Regions from separate parts of the Sus scrofa genome. Here region 2 is linked to region 1. The links are chromatin contacts, called in public Hi-C maps. All regions are on one chromosome and are shown on one strand. Each heading gives the region's core, a stretch centred on a gene start, on an enhancer-like site or on the middle of the called end of the contact. The rest is flanking DNA. Distances are from core to core; before and after follow the strand shown.

Region 1 (5,035 bases), core at 16-2,515:
TAATTACACAGACAGATGCACAATTAGTTTGTGATGAGCATTTTGAAGGAAAATAGCAGGGCACCAGGAGGGAATGATGGGAGGTTAGATGGTGCTGGGGGCTGTCTTAGAAAATCTGCTGTAGAAAATGCCCCCAGACCCACAGAGGCAGAGAAAGATGGGTGGAGTGAGGAGACAGGGCTCTGGGAGAGGGGAATAGGGTCCGAAGGTGAGCCATTCAGAGTAAAGCAATGCTGAAGACAGAGGGGAAAGTGGAAATTGTTCATCTTTTTGTTTTCTTCTCTAAACTGGAAAGTAGTCACTATATATATTCTGGGTCTCTATTATTTCTTTCAAAAAATATTCAGGGGTGCATTTAGCCCTTCCCTTCACAGGGTCTTTCAGTTTCTTTTCTGAGGTCTTTTTGAGCCTGCTGTCCATCCTGTTTTCATCAATGCTTTTGCTGATGTTTCTGTCAGGCAGCTAGGAAAGGTACCAGCAAGTCAGACATTTGGCACCGTTTATCTCTTCAACACATATGACTAAACATGACCCTTCTTGGGAGCAGATGTTATGTTGGCCACTGACTGAGAGTGAGCAGGCTTGACTGATGAGGGGTGGTAAAGACACCCCAAGGGAGGCTTTAGAAGGACCCTCAGACACCAACTGCCTCTGGGCATTTCCTCCTAGGAATAGAAGTCACGCACTTTGTGAGCAGTTTGGTAATGAGAGAGAAAACGGCAGTTGAAATTTCCTTTGAGCTGTTGGGCTTTGTTCCAGAAAACATTTTGTCCCAGTGTAAGAGCTCATGCCGTCACTCAGGAATATTCTGTTATCCTGGCACCATTCCAGGGACTGGAGATGCAGCAGGGAGCAGCTTCTCTGCTGGTGGGGAAGACAGGCCATGAATATATAAGTAAAACATGGAGGATGGTGGAGGGGCTGTAATTGCTACAGAGAAAACTAGAGAAGGGAAGAAGGTGACAAAGAGGGTTTCTTAGCGGGTGTGGACACGTGCTGTGATTGTTAGAAACAATGGTCAGCAAAGGGCTCACTGAGTAACATTTGAGCCAAGACTTGGAGGAGGGAAGCCACGTGGACATGTGGGAACAGCATTCCAGGTGGCAGGAACAGCAAATGCTAGGGCCTGGAGGAATGTACTGGGGGGTTTTGAGGAATGGCTAAGTTCCCAGCGAGGTGTGGGGTGCTTTGATGTATAGGGGCAGTGAGGGCCAGAGTATGGAGGAGTGGGGTGGAGGGCAGAGGAGAAGCCAGCACGTTAGGGCCTTGTGGCGGCTGTGAGCACTTTGGCTTTCCCTCTGGGACATGGGAAGTTGTGGGAGGCTTTGGGGCAGTGTTGAGAGGTGACCGGGGCAGGGCCAGACAGGCAGGCAGGAGATGATGCTGGCTTGGACAGGTGGAGGTGATGGGAAGAGGTTGGATTTTGGAGATATATTGAAGAATTGATGGGTTGGATGTGAGGTACATGAGTCCAGGATTCTTAGCCTGAGCGCCTAAAAGTATGAGGTGGCCTCTTCCTATGAGGGCTGGGGAAGAACAGGTTCTGGGCAGAAGGAAGGGTTAGGAGTTCAATGTGGGCAAGTTTGGATCAACATTGGACATCAGGTGGACGAGTCAAGATGTGACAAGGGCTGTGTTAGTCTGGAGGTGGGGAGAGCCTAGGTGAGGAGTGTGGCTTTGTGAGCCACTGCGATACACACGGTATTCACATCCACGAGCTTGTGTGTTGGGGTGGGAACAGCCAGTGCCAGGGGCTGGGGAGGTGGGAAGAAGCAGAGAGGATGCGGCCAGTGAGGTCAGAGGAAACCAGAACTGATGGGGGCTGTTCTCTGCCTCCCCCGGCAGGTGCGACAACGTGCGTGTTTTTAAGCTGGGCCTCTTCTCGGGCCTCTGGTGGACCCTGGCCCTCTTCTGCTGGATCAGTGACCGGGCCTTCTGTGAGCTGCTATCTGCCTTCCACTTCCCCTACCTGCACTGCGTGTGGTGAGCCACGCTTCCAGAGGGGGGCGGGTGGCGAGGCAGGGTCTACACTTGCTATCAGCTTCATTCTCCCTGAAGGGCGCACAGGTGTGCACAGGGAACAGAGCAGAGCCTGGGTGCCGCCCCCACCCTCCATAGATAGATGGTCAGGCATTTCAGAAGCAACACCAAGTTTGGAGTGGAAGCGACTCCAGGGAGTGGGCTTAGCCAGAACAAAAAAGACCTCATTGTCTATGCTTCACGCCTGCCTTCTCTTACCTCTAGCTCCATTATTAAGGCAGAGAGGAGCTTGAAAATCAAATCCATAACCTGAGCTCTAGCCAGGTCTCCAGGGTTGGGGAAGGTGGAGAAAGCCTGGGACAGATGTTACATGGGGACAGGGAAGTCCTGCATAGGAACCAAGGGTGCCTTTTGGGCCCAAGCAGGTGAAGGCGTGGGTCTCACAGCAGGTCACCTGGGTACCGTCTCACTCATTCAATTGACAAGTGAAGAGAGAAGCCCAGACAAGTGACCTGTTCAGAATCGCCCATCTGGTTATAGAAAACCGGCCTGGAGCTCAGTAATAGGAACTGGAGCATCAGTAGTTTAGAAGGTCAGGATACACACTGTTAAGAAGAAGGTTACATGCAGAATCCTCACGTCAGAGAACCAAATTGATTGGTTTTTTCCTGGAAACTGCTTCGGCTCCAAACCCAGAGTCGTCTCTCCCTGCCCTCTAGGACTTCTGATTGCAACAGATAGCAAGGAACCAGAGACATCTGTCTTTGGATATCCCCTGTAAATTGAGGGCTCCCAGGGAGGAATTCTAGTGGTAAAGAGTTGGAAAAACTGTTCGGTCCAGATTCAGAAGAAGCTTGACTTCTATCAGGAGATGCCTAAAACTATTTGGTTTGAAAGAATTTGCTTCAATTTCCCTGGATGTTTGAACTTATGTATTATCTACCCTAAGGTCCAAGCTGCTCTCCCTTTAAGAATAGATTTTCCGAGTTGTTTGCAGAAGGCAAGAGAAAGTGAAACAGTATGCATGGGGGACTCCAGTCTTAGGTTCAACCTTGACTCACTTTAGTGAATTTATACTCACTTTATACATTTGGGTTATAATTTACAGACAATAAAATGCGCGGATTTTAAGCCTATACTTTGACAATTTTTTTTTTTAAATCTTTTTGTCTTTTCAGAGTTGCACCCGTGGCATATGGAGGTTCCTAGGCTAGGGGTCCAATTGGAGCTGTAGCCTCTGGCCTACACCAGAGCCACTGCAACACGGGATCTGAGCCGCATCTGCTTCCTAAATCACAGCTCACAGATCCTTACCCACTGAGTGAGGCCAGCTATTGAACCTGCCATCTCACGGTTCCTAGTTGGATTCATTTCTGCTGTGGCACAATGGGAACTCCTTTTGACAAGTTTTGATAAATATATCCACCTGTGTAAATAGGACCTTGTTCAAGATATGGTATGTTTTAAATTGATCCAAGATTCCTGATCACACAGGAACTTAAGTAAAATTCAAAGAGTAGACTTGGTTTAAACTTGTTTTTAAATTTGATATACATTCTGAGGGTTTTTTTTCCTTAAAATTGAACACTTTATGTCCCAGTTATAAAGAGAATTTTTTTTTTTTTTTTGCTTTTTAGGGCTGCACACACAGCATATGGAGGTTCCCAGGCTAGGGGTCAAATCAGAGCTACAGCTGCTGGCTTACACCACAGCCACAACAATGCAGGGTCTGAGCCTCGTCTGTGACCTACACCACAGCTCACGGCAATGCCAGATCCTTAACCCACTATTGGAGGCAGGGATAGAACCAAACCTCATGGTTCCTAGTCAGATTCGTTTCCTCTGCGCCATAAGTGACATATTTATTAGAACAATTTAAAAGGGAAGTATAGGAGGGGTCTAATAATTCTGTTGAAAGAGAAAGAACAATTACAGCTTTTATTCCTTCCAGATGTTTATATGCATAGTTCCTAATTCTACTTTTTTATAAAATAGAATAAATTTAAAGGATGCAGTCCTTTTGTTTTTTAACTAAATACTTGATCACGGAAGCTTCCTACCAATGCATATATATTCTCTTCAATTTTGTGTTCATTGTAATACTTTAATATGGATGTTTATATTCCTTAACCAACCTTTATTAATGGATTTTTAGGTTATTTTCTAACTTTCATTTTCAGCATTGCATGAACTCTTATTTGTTCAATACCTGCATATTTCCTTAAATTGAAAAATGTTGACAAAACCAAGATATCATTGAACACTTTTTACCAAAAATCTATTAAGATGTGCTTTTACCTATACCTTTACGTATACTGGATATCAGTAACTTAAAAAAAAACTTTGCTAATCTGGTTGAAAAGATTTTATTTTTATTTGTGTCTTTTTTAAGAAATAATTTTGTTGGGCATCTTTTCAAATGTAAATATACTGGTGTATGTCCTTTTGAAATGTACATTTTACGTTTCTTATCATACCCGTGGAATGTTTCGTTTTTTAAACTTTATATCTAGTACCTAGTGCCTGACACATAGTAGAAAATCATTACTGTCATACACCTTGTGCCATTTTTTGTGCACATTGCAACATTTTCAAATACAGAGCATAAACATGGAGTCCCCAGGTATGCAGCCCTGAGCTTCAGTATGATCTCCCTGAGGCCAACCTTGTTCTTGGCACCCTCACTCACTACACCCCACCCTGAGGATTATAAAGCAGACTCCAGATAGCCTATGAAATTATTTGTTTTTTTTAGGGTTCTAATACAGGGATTTTAACCCTTCATCACATGGTACAAATATTTCCCTAATATGTTAATGATATTTACTTATTTATTGGTCATTTTGGCCACCCTGGCAGCCTATGGAGCTTCCAGGGCGGGATCAGAGCCACAGTACAACCTAGCTGTTCCCTAACCCACTGTGGTGGGCATGGAACCGGCATCCTAGCAGCTTCCAAGAGTCTGCTGATCCTGCTACACCACAGCAGGAACTCTGTCACACTGGTTTTTAAATTTTGGTGTTCACCTCTCTCAGTCTTTTTCCTTTAGGTTTTC
Region 2 (5,321 bases), core at 1,199-3,698, 380 kb before region 1:
ATTATTAACTATGTGAGGGTATGAGTGTTAACTAAATTTATTATGGTAATAATTTGGCTATGTATACAAATATGAAATCGCTATGTGTACAACTAAAAGTAGTACAATATTATATGTCAAGTATATTTCAGTAACTGCTGGGGAAAAGGGGGGAAAAAACCACCATAATTCAATGTAAGTACTAGAAGAATTTAAATTAACTGAATGTTAAAAACCAAAAATGTATTTAAGGAATAGTAGGAATTCTTCTGTTGATATATTTTAGCTAAAATTTATTTCAATATCCACTTGTAGAATATGGTGTTAGAGAACATGCTTGTTGGCTCAGAAAACTCAAGATGTGTTAACTTTTAAACATAAAGTCACTCACACCAGTCAGAAGGGCCACAGATAACAAATGCTGGAGAGGGTGTGGAGAAAAGGGAACCTTCCTGCACTGTCGATGGGAATGTAAGCTGGTACAGCCACTATGGAGAACAGTATGGAGGTACCTTAGAAAACTATACATAGAACTATCATATGACTCAGCAACCCCACTCTTGGACATATACTCGGACAAAACTTCCCTTGAAAAAGACACTTGCACCCACATGTTCATTGCAGCACTATTCACAATAGCCAAGGCATGGAAACAACCTAAATGTCCATTGACAGAGGATTGGATTAAGAAGATGTGGTATATATACACAATGGAGTACTATTCAGACATTAAAAAAAAAGAAAAAAATAATGCTATTTGCAGCAACATGGATGGAACTAGAGACTCATACTGAGTGAAGTAAGTCAGAAAAAGAAAGACAAATACCATATGATATCACTTATATCTGGAATCTAATATATGGCACAAATGAATCTTTCCACAGAAAAGAAAACCATGGACAAGAAGAACAAACTTCTGGTTGCCAAGAGGGAGGGGGAGGGAGTGGGATGGACTGGGAATTTGGGTTTAATAGATGCAAACTACTGCCTTTGGAATGGATAAGCAATGGGATCCCGCTGTATAGCACTGGGAACTGTGTCTGGTCACTTGTAATGGAGCATGGTAATGTAAGAAAAAAGAATGTATACATGTATGTGTGACTGGGTCACCTTGCTATGCAGGAGAAAATTGACAGAACACTGTAAACCAGCTATAGTGGAAAAAAATAAAACTCTATAATGAGTTTTTATAATAAAAGATAAACATAAAATCAAAACTTTAACTTAAAAAAAGAAATGGTGGGCGTTCCATCATGTCTCAGCAGTAACAAACCCGACTAATATCCATGGGGATTCAGGTATGATCCCTGGCCTCACTCAGTGGGTTAAGGACCTGGTGTTGCTGTGAGCTGTGGTGTAGGTCGCAGATGTGGCTTGGATCTGGAGTTGCTGTGGTTGTGGTGCAGGCCGGCGGCTAGAGATTCCACCCCTGGCCTGAGAACTTCTCTATGTCCAGGGGTGCTGTCCTAGAGAGACAAAAAAAAAAAAGAACAAAATATTATTCACTTCAGAAAGGAGATCCTACTACTGGCAACAAAAAGGATAAAACCGGAAGTCATCAGACTGAGTGAAATAAGTCAGACATAAAAAGAAAAAACCTTACATTATATCATTTACATGTAGAATCTTAAAAAGTCAAAATTCATAGTAGCAGAGAGAAGGATGGTTGTTCCTAGGAAGAAGCAGAGGTAATGGGAAGGCATTGGTCAAAGGGTACAAAGTTGCAGTTATGTAGGATAAGTTTAGAGATCAAACCTACAGCACGATGACTATAGTCAAAACTACTGAATACTGGAGGTTTACTAAGGGAATAGATTTCAGGTGCTTTCACCATATACACGGACAAAAAACGTAACTATACAAGATATGCTAGCTTGACCTTAATCATTTTATTGTGTGTATCAAATTATGTTGTTCACCTTCAATATATACAATTTGTATTTTAAAAAATAAACTGCATTTCAGCATTTAATAGACCTGTATTAACCCCTATAAGCTTCGACTGACTTATTTGAAAATAGGATTATTTATTCACAGGGTTATTGTGAAAATTAAGTAATGTACGGGTTCCATATTATAGTTTCCTCGAGCTGAAATTCTGATCTAAATTCCAAAGTCTGAGATTACCGGGAAAGCAGGTGTAAGAAAGGAACTTGCTTCCAAATGGAAAAAGCACTAGCTGGGAGTCAGGATATCTCCCAGTAGGGATTTACGACCATTCAGCTGTGTAGCACTGAGCAATCACTTACTTTTGCACATCTCTATAGTTTTCATAAGTCCTGCCCCATTCAGTAAACCAGGGAATCTGGGGAGGTCTAACTGGGCTGACAAATTAAATCTTCCTTTGCTTCACCCGTCTGCGGCCCGCGCCTAAAACCACCTCAAACCACAGCGCGGTCTTAAGGAAGGTAGCGGTGTGTTGGGGGTTTCAGCCACGAGATGGCAGCATTGGTCCAACCGCCCACATACGTACACCTTGCAATCGTAACCTCAGTTTATTAGGAGAACAGAACGCCAGAGTCCTGGGTTCTCCCCCCATTTTCTCTTTCGGATGGGCCCTGCAGAGTGTCAGTAAAAGAGCAGTTTATCGAAGCTCGTTGGGCAGCGACGGCCGAGAGCGCGGGTTCTCGCGAGATCGCCCCCGGAAGTGGGTGGCAGCGGAGACGCAGAGACTCTCTCCGGAAGGCCAGCGTTTTTCCGGAGCTGCTGCAGCTGTCCGCCCCCCACCGGCGCTCTCCTCTGAGCAAGAACTCACTCGTGGCGGCCTTTCCAGCCCCGAGCTCGCACCTTCGGCTTCCCCGACTGCACAGCGGCGGGCCCAGTCAGCGAGCCCCCGCGACTCCGGCCCCTTCCCTCCCTCCGCGCTGCAGTTAGGCCGCGCCCTGAGGCCCAGTCCGCGGCAGCTCCGGCGGGTGATGCCAAATACAGCCATGAAGAAAAAGGTGCTGTTGATGGGGAAGAGCGGGTCGGGGAAGACCAGCATGAGGTCGATTATCTTTGCAAATTATATCGCTCGCGACACCCGGCGCCTCGGTGCCACCATTGATGTGGAGCACTCCCACGTACGATTTCTGGGCAACCTGGTGCTGAACCTGTGGGACTGTGGCGGTCAGGACACCTTCATGGAAAATTATTTCACCAGCCAGCGAGACAACATTTTCCGTAATGTCGAGGTCCTGATTTACGTGTTCGACGTGGAGAGCCGCGAACTGGAAAAGGACATGCATTATTACCAGTCCTGTCTGGAGGCCATCCTCCAGAACTCTCCTGATGCTAAAATCTTCTGCCTGGTGCACAAAATGGATCTGGTTCAGGAAGATCAGCGTGACCTGATTTTTAAAGAGCGAGAGGAAGACCTGAGGCGTTTGTCTCGCCCTCTCGAGTGCGCCTGTTTCCGAACATCCATCTGGGATGAAACGCTCTACAAAGCCTGGTCTAGCATCGTCTATCAGCTGATTCCCAATGTTCAGCAGCTGGAGATGAACCTCAGGAATTTTGCCCAAATTATTGAGGCCGATGAAGTTCTGCTGTTCGAGAGAGCAACCTTCTTGGTCATTTCCCATTACCAGTGCAAAGAGCAGCGCGATGTCCATCGGTTCGAGAAGATCAGCAATATTATTAAGCAGTTCAAGCTGAGCTGCAGTAAATTGGCCGCTTCCTTCCAGAGCATGGAGGTTAGGAATTCTAACTTCGCTGCTTTCATCGACATCTTCACATCAAACACCTACGTGATGGTGGTTATGTCTGATCCCTCGATCCCTTCTGCAGCTACACTGATCAACATTCGCAATGCCAGGAAACACTTTGAGAAGCTGGAGAGAGTGGACGGCCCCAAGCACAGCCTCCTTATGCGTTGAATACTGCCAAAATACGCTTTCTGAAAATGCTGAATTGCCTTTCTCCCCCCACCCCCACCCGCATCCTTTTCTTTTTAATATTCATAATGTTGTGTGCTTAAAAGTGGGCTTTGAAATGTGTGCTGCTTACTCCTTCCTTCTCTTTCTTCCCTGCTCCCCAATCTTTAAGCCTTGGACGCTATTTACTCAGCTATCCAGTAGAGCTTTCAAGATGGCCTTTCTGAAAAGTTGGTATGGTAAACAGTAAAGTAGGTGGTGTGTGTGTGTGCTCTGATTACCTGGTTATAAAGATATACACATCAAAGCCTTTACATTACCTTCCTGTATTCCTTGATTGCAAAGATGGAATGTTATTTTATCAGCAAGGTATTAAAATGCATTTATAAATTCTACTTGGCTTCAATCATGAATAAACATTTGCTTGTTAGCAATTTAAAATATGGTCTTATTTGAAATAATTTGAACATGGTTAATACTAAATCTCTAGATTCTGACTGCCCACAAGTATTGCCTAACAAGTTAACTTAATTTTGTGATCTTGGCTCCCATTGCCTTAGCAATGTTTAATATTGACTGTACAAGTGTGATTAATAAAGGGACTCTGGAGCTAGACCACCTGAGCTGAGTTAGTATTCTAGTCCCTTCTCTTACTAGCTTGATGAACTGAGAAGGTACTTAATTTTACTATGTTTCTTTCCTCATTTTGTAAAATAGGGATAAGAAAAGCATTGCTTCATTAAGACTAAATTAAAACAGGGACAGCATTTAGAATGGTGCCTGCCACATGCTCAGTACTGTTCACTGTCAGTACCACCTTCTGGGCCATTCTTCCTCCTCTTTCCCAAATTACTGGATGTGAAACTTGGCAAAATATTTGAGCCCTTACTCGATCCCAGGTATTCTTAAATAGTTGATTGCATTTTTCTTCTTAATCCTCACAACCTGTGAGGACTTTCATCTAAAAGATGAATAAACAGGTATGACCTTATTAAGGTCATATAGCTGAACCTAGGCAATGAGTACAGATCCTCCCCCTCCTAATCCTTACATGCCACTACTTGATAGAAAAGTTAATCATAAAAATCCTAGCTTTTTAGGTGTATATTATTCCTTCATATAATTTCACTAATTTTACAGTTTGTGTGAACTGAAGCCTAGGAAGTTGACTTCTCAAAAATGTTTCACTTCAGGTAAGATCACACTCCCGTCTGTATTTATCTGGAAATTGAATAATACGTAATCATTGTTAGATTATGTACCTTTGGGGAAGGATTCTAAGGTTCTTATTTTGGATTGGCAATGTGGTATAGTGAAATCAAGAAAGTTCCCATTATAGCTTAGTGTGTTAAGTATCCCTAGTTGCTGCAAGGTGTGGCATAAGCTGCAAATGTGGCCCCAGTCCGGTGTTGCCATGGCTCTGGTGTAGGCCTCAGCCCCTAGACCTAGACCAAAACTTACATATACTGCAGGTGTGGCCGTTCATTA

Evidence for each region. Hi-C and Micro-C count contacts between places; a contact is called where the count stands out from the background.
Region 2: a contact with region 1 is called in a Hi-C map of skeletal muscle, with 3 times the contacts expected there. The contact joins the promoter of RRAGA here to the enhancer-like site in region 1. A contact is called at or near these places in 1 of 5 promoter capture datasets (liver) and 8 of 47 Hi-C or Micro-C datasets (alveolar macrophages, embryonic fibroblasts, fetal heart ventricle and 3 more).

The regions. Positions count from the first base shown.
Region 1 is chr1:203,389,586-203,394,620 of Sscrofa11.1, reverse strand. ACER2 (alkaline ceramidase 2) reads left to right here. Exons shown (of 7, transcript XM_001926911.5): 5 at 1,846-1,983. Among named protein-coding and RNA genes, the nearest start is that of ACER2, 23 kb to the left of the region's middle. Within about 2 kb of position 1,265, at least 8 of the 83 cell types and tissues checked have an H3K27ac peak or open chromatin away from gene starts, as enhancers often do. A contact at or near this core is called in skeletal muscle, where this site is marked.
Region 2 is chr1:203,771,707-203,777,027 of Sscrofa11.1, reverse strand. It overlaps RRAGA (ras-related GTP-binding protein A), which reads left to right and starts at 2,448. Exons shown (of 1, transcript XM_005660087.3): 1 at 2,448-4,965. The coding sequence starts at 2,895. The coding sequence ends at 3,836.